Linked DNA regions of Sus scrofa: regions 1 and 3 are each linked to region 2. The links are chromatin contacts, called in public Hi-C and HiChIP or PLAC-seq maps. All regions are on one chromosome and are shown on one strand. The core of a region is the stretch at or near the end of the contact, and the rest is flanking DNA. Distances in the headings are between cores, read along the strand shown.

Region 1 (2,898 bases), core at 386-2,885, 350 kb after region 2:
AGACTAATACAGAAACTTAACTCTAAAAGGTTATATTCGAATCAAAAGGAGCTCCTTGCTTTTTAAAAAAGCATTCAAGCCCTAAAGGAATGAGCTGGAGTTCTGGAGTGACAGGTGACAGGCAGAAATGATATTTCTGCACAAAAGCCCATTCACTCCACTACTAATGCAGGCCCTGGATATGGCAGCTGAAGTCGTAACAAAGGTCTCTTTTGGTTGCAGACGCCTGAGCAACACAGTTGCTCCTCAGACTCAAACAGGAAGATCCTAGAGCAGGGAGACCAAGTCTCATACAACATGTTCCCCAGAATACAGCACAGACCCTGGTACAGAGTAAATAAAAACAAGAGTTAATGAATGACTGACTCCTCCCACTCTGAGGTGGAAGACATCCTCCAAGACTCCAAGAACTTTAGCTTTGGGGGATGGCTGTACCCTATCCCTACCAACAGACATAGAGTTCTTGGAGCTGGCTTCTAGGTTAACTTTTAAGTCCATACCCTCTCAGACAAGGAAAGGCCCTGCTGCTAGATAAGAAATAAAATCCAACCTTAAATCAACAATTAAAGGTTGCAATGCTGTCACTCGTGACAATTAAATATATCCTGTGTATTATACTAAGAATGTGCCTGTCCGCCTCTGGAAGCCAGAAGCCCTGCATGTTTGTGCGTGCACACACTTCCCAACACACACACAGGGGATCGGACACTTCACGGTCCTGCCCAGAGCAGCACAGAGTAGCGCAAAGGGCCTGTGCTTGAGAGCTAGAATGCTGTGAATTCTTCCTCAGACTCTTTCTACTTCTTGCCTTGAAGAAGTTACTTAACATATCTAGGGCTTTTAACTGTAAAATGGTGCAAAATGTTATCACCTCCTAAGGTTGCAGTACTCAGAGATGATACTCGAAGAGCCCTAGCACCAGTACTCAAAAAGCAGTAGCTATTGCTAAAACTGACGAGAGGCGTTTGACATTTAATTCCCTGAACGAGGAAAGTAAGGGAAACCCTTATTGGGAAGCAAACACAGAATCCGAGCTAGAGCCAGTTAATGAGACCCTAGCAATTTAGTCCTGGGATATCAAAGTGGCCCCAAAATGTCAAACATGATTTCAATTTGCAAGTGTGGACCAGAGGCGAGTACTGCTACACGGTACTTCCCACACTGCGTGGCGCAGCCCCAGAGAAAACCTGCTTTAGGAGCGAAGGCAGTCGGAACAAGCACTAAGCGCAGCCGCGCGCCACCCGCGCGAACAGCTCGAGGCTGTGGCGGCCGCGCAGCTCGGCCTCCACAGCGCGCACAGCAGCGGCCCGGCTCCCCCCGCACGCACTCGCGGCCTTTGGCCTGACCCTGCGCCCGCGGGACGGCGCGGGGTCGGGCGGCGCCAGGGAGCAGGCGCCCACCCACGGCAGGGACGGCGCTGGCCGCACGCCGCACCCCGAGGGGCGCGCTCGCCGCGCTCAGGGGCCTCGGCCCCGCCACCCTACCTCCATGACTTCCGGCTCCCGCCGCGGCGCCGAGGGATGACGCACCGCCGGCTCGCGCCTCCCTGCGGCGCACTTCCGGCCGGGGCGGCGCAGGCGCGAGACTGGCGCTCTCGCGGGAAGCGGCGGAGTCGTTGGGGTGGCCTGACCTCGGTGCGCGCCTGCGGCCGCGATGGAGAAGCGGGGCCGCGGCGGGCGGATGCCCCCGTCTCAGGCGCCTCAGCAGCCGCCGGCGACGCCTCGGAAAGAGAGGCGGCCTAGCATGTTCGAGAAGGAGGCAGTGAGTGCGGAGCGGCGGGACGCCCTGCGGGCCTGCGTGCGGCCCCGCCGAGGCCTTGGTTCTCCCCGGGCTTCCGCAGGCGCTTTTCCAGAAACAGGCTTTTGGTGTGTCTGGTGCTGCCACGCACACCCTGGGGGAGTGTCACCGGCCTGAAATGAGTGCACGTGTGCCGGGCTTCAAGCCGGGTTTTGTATACCCACGCCGAGAATGAGATACTTCGAGGGTTTGGTTTGGTTTTTTCTGAGGGCCACGCCCGCGGCACAGGCGGCTCGCAGTCTAGGGCTCGAGTCGGAGCTGCGGCAGCGGGATCCGTAACCCACCGCGGGGCCAGGGGTGGAACCCGCGGCCTCGAGCTTACACGTTGGGTTTATTTCTGTTAGGATACAAGGGGAACGCCAGGATGTTTTGAGTTTTTGAAAACAGCACTTGTCTCAGTCTTTGAAGAACCTACAAAGGAGAAATTAACTTACTATCTGAAATGAATGGAAAATGTCTCAGTTTTATTGGCGGTATAACACCAGGACTTCTCTATGGTCATGGTGTGAAAACCGTTATTTTAATCGATACAATTTTTTCTTTGCTTTTTAGGGCCGCACCTGCAGCTTACAGAAGTTCCCAGGCGTGGGGTGCAGTCAGCTACAGCTGCCGGCCTACACCACAGCCGAAGCAACTTCGGATCCGAGCCGCATCTGCAGCCTACACCACAGCTCCCGCAGCGCCAGATCCTTAACCCCCTGATTGAACCCACAACCTCAGGGATACTGGTTGGGTTCCTGCTGAGCTACACCAGGAAACCCTGATCCTCCATTTTTTATTGGAACTTTGAGAGAGAGAAGGATTGGTCCAAGGGTGCAAAACTAGTGATAGAGCTGGGACTTCCGGTCCACTCGTCTGTAATGGTTTCTTTTCATTCATGGAACTCGTAGTCAACAGAATAAAGGAGAGAGAGCAAGCAAAACACTAATTTTTGAAGCTCCCAAAACATTTAAAGTAACAGAGTTCCCCACCCCACATCTCCCCCCCCCCAAATCATGGCAACATTTCAGGTTCTGATGAGTTCTTTGGTGTCTGCCTTGTACAGAGGAGAGAAACTAAAGGAGAAGAAAATGAACAAGTTCACAGAACTAAAAAAAGCAC
Region 2 (3,092 bases), core at 380-2,879:
GACCCTTGAGGTCTGAACATCATTAGCTTTAAATCTGCCCCATAAATGACACCAAGTCTAGGCTTGCGGAGGGGGGTTGAACCTCAGAATACTAAAAACTCTAAGTGTCCTCAGACCTCACCTACTGCAGTCTTCTCAGTTCACAGGTGGGCCAGGAGTGATTACAGATTTCCATGTCTGGAGGACGAGGTGGTTAGAAATTACACTAGCACATAAGGTGGTCAAGAAACGGTATGTGTGGAGATGAGCAGTGGGCGACCTAACACAGCCAAGTGTTTTCAATGTCTCCCTGAACACAAGCACTAAGGAATGCACAGCTGGAGTCCTGAGACAGAGGGACGGCAAGGTGAGTGTGTTTGGGGCGGCGGTGAGCAGCTGTGGCACAGCTTAGAGATAGCAGAGCCGGGGTGATGGGGAGATCAACATACAGAGAATGCGTGGTGTGAAGTCTGTGGTGGTCAGAGAGGGTAGCTCCTAACAGCATGGTCCAAACATGGTCAGCACGTAGATGGGAGGCCACGACTCAGAAATGACAGAGAACTGGAGGACAAAGCCAAGGATGACACCAGACACGGAGGAAGCACAGAGCACAGCTGCAGGCCATATTTAGGAGGTGAAAGGAGAGGAAACTGATGCTGCACATCTGCCATTCCATGTCCCTCACTCTTTGAATTATCTACTCAAATGCTCCGGCCGAAAATCTGGAAATCAATGGAAATACCACCACCTCTTTTTTCGCATCAATCTCATCTCCAAGCTCTACTACCATTTCCAGATCTTCAGTTCTGAAACTTCTCTTTCCTAAACGACTGCACACACACTCTTACCAAGTGCAGTCACCCCACCACCACCCTACACCTGCCAGACCCTTTTAACATTAGGACCCGGATCACATCACTTCCTTGCTCCCAAATCTCTTGAGCATCCTTCCATTCCTATCTCCAAGCAACATTCTTTCCGGAACACGTCAGACTGTCTCAATCCCACATGTCTTCTGTTCCCTCTGCTGGAAATCAACGGCCTCTTGCTCCTCAGCACCTCCCAACTCTTATGGGAAATTCAGCTCAACCCTCCCCCCCCATACAGAAACTTCTGGGCCCTCGTCGGCCAACTTGAACTAATCATCCTCTCAGCTCCTGGGGCGTCATCCCACCGGCCTTTCCTTCCCTGGAGAACTGGTGCTTGCTGGGTGCTGGGACCCCGGCTCAGCAAAGCTGGACGAGTGAGGGAAGGCGCCCGAGTTCGGAGACCAAGCGGAGAGATCAGAGGACGCCTCCTTAGGGGACGGCAGGAGCAGCGATGCGGCTCACTAGGTCCAGGGACCGCACGCCGACCCGGAACTGCACACCTCTCTCTGGGGAGGGGTTGGGCCAAGACGGCGCCAGAAGGCGCAGGCAGGGTGCCTGGTTGTGGGGTCGGACGGTCAGGGACACGCGGCCCAGGGACCGTGACGGCGCAGAACCGCGAGCTCGGCCAACCGCGCGGAGGCGACGGCCGAGAGCCGGTCCGGACGCGCTGGGCCCGCAGGCCCGGCCCTACCTAGAGACGCGCCAGCACAGAGATGCGCCCGCGCCGCTCTCGGCCCGCCGCAGTCGCTTCGCACTTCCGCTTCCGCTCGGGCGCTTCCGCTCGAAGGACCGCCCTGGGGCGGGGCCTGCGAGACGGACCCGGGAGGCGCCGGGTGGCGGGCGGGGGGAGGAAGGGGAGGGCCGAGATGCGCGGGCGCCGCGGCCGTCGCCGCGGAAACCTCGCGGTTCTTCCGAGGTCGGGGTCGCACCTCGCTCGGCTTCCGCAGGCTCGCCCGGCCGCGCCGGCTGGGGTCTTGACACCGCGGCTCGGCTTTAGGGCGCTCGGAGGGCGGGGCGCGCTGCTGGGAGAAGGCAGAAAGTCCCTGAGTCCCGGCCCTCGCAGGAGGCAGGCGGGCCTGAACGCGTGGGCTTCCCGGCCGAGGGACCTTGGTTAGACGATGGCCTTTTGCGTTGAGGACAGCGCTTCCCGGAGCGCGCCGACGAACACAGCAGAGCACGGCAAGCTCCAGATGAAGGGGAGCTTCTGAGCATTGCTGTGACCACGGCCCTGGAGCCCAGAGCTGTTGATGCGCAGGCTTGCGGATCTGGAACGGGGCGAGAGAGCCGAGAGCTCCGGACGAGCAGCCGCCGCAGGGGAGGAGGCGAGGACGCGAGTCACCTCGACCTCGTTTCTGCAGCTGCCTTAAGACCAGTAAAGTTCACAGTAGGCTGGGAGATAAGGCAGGCTTCCGATTATACACAGTTGCCATTCCTCTGGCCACAATGTCACCCTTTTCTCTACAACCAAAAGAACATTTTGGCAGCCAATCTAGTTTTTATTTTTTAAGTAAATAATGTTTAATGTATTAATAATGTCAAGTTACTTAAGGTACATCGGAAAACCTGTCTTTACACATGGCATACCTCAGGAGGGCTGCCGTAAGCACCAGGGGCTAGAGGCTACAATCAGGGAAGTAAGATGGTCAGATATTGTTCCTGCAGAGTCTCTTGCAGATCAAGCACTCAAAAAGCATTACCAAATTGAAGTGACACCGGATGTATGTGTGTATTAGACAGTTTGGAAAGGAATCTCTGCATTCGGCTTTCATTTCCTGTCGATTTTTTTCCCCCTAACATCAAGAAAACAGTTCTCAGCACCAAATACTTGTTGGGCACCATAGGGTCAACACCAACAAGTGTGTGAAATTGTCTCTAGTCTTCAGCACACATGTGGTTGGGGAGACAAATACCCACCTCAAAGATGAGGGAACAAGTGAAACGTAGAGTAAGTTTTATAACATGGAGGGTGAAGAAGGCAGCAAAAAGACCATGAGAGCTGAGCCTGGAAGGATGGGTAGGATCTGAGACAAGATCAGCGGAGGAACGACTTGAGAGGCAGAAGGAGCAACCTAGGAAAGAGAGTGCCAGGGTTTCAGCTGGTGTGAGGGAGCAGCCAGGGACTCCAGGCTTTAGGAGCAGAAGCCTCACTGACAGACAGCGCAGACGTGGGGCCAGATTGTGGAGGCAGAGGAGGCAGGCGGACCATAGCCCCGACCGAGTGCCTGTATGAGTCTTGCCCCTTGG
Region 3 (2,700 bases), core at 104-2,603, 390 kb after region 2:
CTGCCTACCAGGAAATGCTGTTAGGCTAGGAGGTGCTGTCCCTATTTGGGGTGCAGGGCGGGACTTTAGTCCCTGCACTTCAGACTTGCTTTTGGTAACTTGCTTTTGGTAACTCTTGGAAGCACTGTGACTTCTTTTAGAATCTCTAACTGGACTAAAAGTCTAAGTCACTGCAGTAATCTAGTAGTCACCTGACAGACTAATCAAAATGGGGTTTAGACAGTTTATTGTGCATATTCCTTTTACAGGAATTTTGACCTTTAAGATAACAAATATGCCTGCTGCTTTTCCTACTTTTGGGGTGACTGAGGTAAAAAAACTATGGCTTTATTTTTCCATCCCTCAACTAGAAAAGGTAACCAGAATTCCAACCAGGTAAAAGTAGCTAAGTTCACAGCGAACTGCAATCAGCTTCACAGATTAAGCATATTGTACTCCAGAGTATGTTCAATCTATCAAAAGAGAATTTCAAGTACCAATTTTAAAATACTAATCAGTATCGTCCAAAGAACAGATTCGTCTTCTTGAGATGCGTCTTCTGGAGAATAAGCGTGCTTACGACTCACATCTGTACCATCTGAAAAAGCAGTCTCGCCAAACGGATGCTGTTCGATCGTTGCATCATAATACACTTTCATTTCAAACTCGCTCTCGTGGTGGGACGGGTGTCCGTAGATCCCTATTCCCACGGGGCGCTGGAAATGCGCTGGAATGAAAACCACGTCCTGGCCACACGTGACAGACTGTAACTCATAGTCGTCAAAGCTCGGATGGAGGGTGGTGTCAGATACGTACAGGTCCGCGTCCCCTTTTAAGCTCTGCATCTTAAGCACTATCTTTCCTTCATGGTTTAACCTCAAATAACTGTAATTCCCAGCTCCTATCTGGCCCTGAACCACGTGCAGGAGGACCCACTCTTCCGGAACTTCGTCCGCGTCGAAGGCACCCACCCAGGAGGCAGCCTGAGATGCTAGAAGCAGCAGAAGGGCGCTCTTCCACGGAGCTGCCATGACGGGCGCCTAGAGCGGTGCCTTCCTCATGAGTCAGTGTCCTGCAGGCAAACGACAGGGGACACGTTCAGCACGTCGGGACGCGTCGGGGTCCCCTGCCCGGAGCCGCAGCCTTCCGGGCCCCGGCGGCCGCCCCGCGCTGCCCTCGCGCCGGCTCGGGGAAGGGGCTCCCCGGGGAGGGGACCCGACGGGGAGGAAGGCGGGCGCGCGGACGAGGGGAGCGGGCGCGGCGCCGGGTGGGTCCGAGCGGGGGGCCGATCCCCGCCCCTGGACTCACCGCCGCTCCCCGCAGGCGCCGCGCCGGAGAAGCCGGAAGTGAGGCACGCCCGGAAGTGAGGCGAGGCCCGGAAATAGAGTAGTGCGGGGCTTCCGGGTTCTCGCGAGAATGGCGTAACCATGGCGACGGGGGCGGGACGCAGCGCCTGAGCGCTCCGGGCTCAGCTAGATTGCGGCCGCCTGGCCGCCTAGCGTCTGCTCCCGAGGGTTCCCAGGTGAGAAACCGGTGCACCCGAGGGGCCGTTAACCCGTCCGGGGACCTGTTAACCTGTACCGTATCTCTTAAGAACATGGTACTTCTTTTTTATTTTTTTTTTCCTCGTCTTTTTGCCATTTCTAGGGCCGCTCCCGCGGCATATGGAGGTTCCCAGGCTAGGGGTCCAATCGGAGCTGCAGCTGCCAGCCTACGCCAGAGCCACAGCAACGCGGGATCCGAGCCGCTGTCTGCAGCCTACACCACAGCTCATGGCAACACCGGATCTTTAACCCGCTGAGCAAGGCCAGGGATCGAACCCGCAACCTCATGGTTCCTAGTCGGATTCGTTAACTCCCAAGAACATGGTACTTCTTGAAATGCTCCTAAAAGGATTCAAAATGGAGTTGTATTTATATGAAGGATTTATTTTGTTAATTTGGAATTAATGGGAACCCGTTGTCCACTGAAAAATATCCTAAGAAAGATTATGCGCATTTTCGTACCACACTTTTGTGTTGGTTACAAGGCTTGTGTTTCGTTGTAGAACTTGCAGTATCACTTTTGTGGAAACCGGTTGGAGTGTAAATTAAAAAAACAGGCAATGGCTCTTGTGCCCCTTTCTGCAGAACCTGAACTCTGCCAAGTAGCTGCAAAATGTGAGTTGGTCAGGCTGTTAATGAGATCGCCGTGTGTGGGGTTAAAGAACTGTGCATGTCGCCCACACGGAATCGTTACCTTTGCTGCCTGTAAAAGAGGCAGGACAGTCTTAGGGCTGATTATTTTGGCGGGTTGATTCGCCTGAGGTTGGGAGCAGCTGCATCCACGCTGGTCACTGGCTTGGGCTGTTGATGGAGGTGTCACTAGTGGGTCTCCTCTCTTCCTCCTGCAAGAAGCGTCTGGTACATGTGATGCCCCTTCTGAACCCTGTCGGTTTTCTTTTTTTTTTTTTTTTTTTTTGTCTTTTTGCTATTTTCTTGGGCCGCTTTCGCGGCATATGGAGGTTCCCAGGCTAGGGGTCGAATCGGAGCTGTAGCCACTGGCCTATGCCAGAGCCGCAGCAACGCAGGATCCGAGCCGCGTCTGCAACCTACACCACAGCTCACGGCAACGCCGGATCGTTAACCCACTGAGCAAGGGCAGGGACCGAACCCGCAACCTCATGGCTCCTAGTCGGATTCGTTAACCACTGCGCCACGATGGGAACTCCCCCTGGCGGTT

What was found. A called contact is a pair of places that touch in the nucleus more often than the background predicts. HiChIP or PLAC-seq counts read pairs in DNA pulled down with a chosen protein or histone mark.
Region 1: a contact with region 2 is called in an H3K27ac HiChIP or PLAC-seq map of alveolar macrophages. The contact joins the promoter of TCTE3 here to the promoter of FAM120B in region 2. A contact is called at or near these places in 1 of 5 promoter capture datasets (liver) and 2 of 2 datasets of contacts at active chromatin or transcription factors (alveolar macrophages and skeletal muscle).
Region 3: a contact with region 2 is called in a Hi-C map of liver, with 5 times the contacts expected there. The contact joins the promoter of C1H6orf120 here to the promoter of FAM120B in region 2. A contact is called at or near these places in 2 of 5 promoter capture datasets (fetal skeletal muscle and liver), 6 of 47 Hi-C or Micro-C datasets (fetal heart ventricle, liver, omental adipose tissue and 1 more) and 2 of 2 datasets of contacts at active chromatin or transcription factors (alveolar macrophages and skeletal muscle).

Annotation. Positions count from the first base shown.
Region 1 is chr1:539,375-542,272 of Sscrofa11.1, forward strand. It overlaps TCTE3 (tctex1 domain-containing protein 3), which reads left to right and starts at 1,636. Exons shown (of 4, transcript XM_021085664.1): 1 at 1,636-1,761. The coding sequence starts at 1,654. It overlaps ERMARD (endoplasmic reticulum membrane-associated RNA degradation protein), which reads right to left and starts at 1,574. Exons shown (of 18, transcript XM_021085596.1): 1 at 1,485-1,574.
Region 2 is chr1:185,154-188,245 of Sscrofa11.1, forward strand. It overlaps FAM120B (constitutive coactivator of peroxisome proliferator-activated receptor gamma), which reads right to left and starts at 1,630. Exons shown (of 9, transcript XM_021085513.1): 1 at 1,540-1,630.
Region 3 is chr1:577,088-579,787 of Sscrofa11.1, forward strand. C1H6orf120 (UPF0669 protein C6orf120 homolog) reads right to left here and starts at 1,354. Exons shown (of 2, transcript XM_003480211.4): 1 at 1,288-1,354; 2 at 1-1,051. The coding sequence starts at 1,010. The coding sequence ends at 456. WDR27 (WD repeat-containing protein 27) reads left to right here and starts at 1,404. Exons shown (of 19, transcript XR_002342137.1): 1 at 1,404-1,501.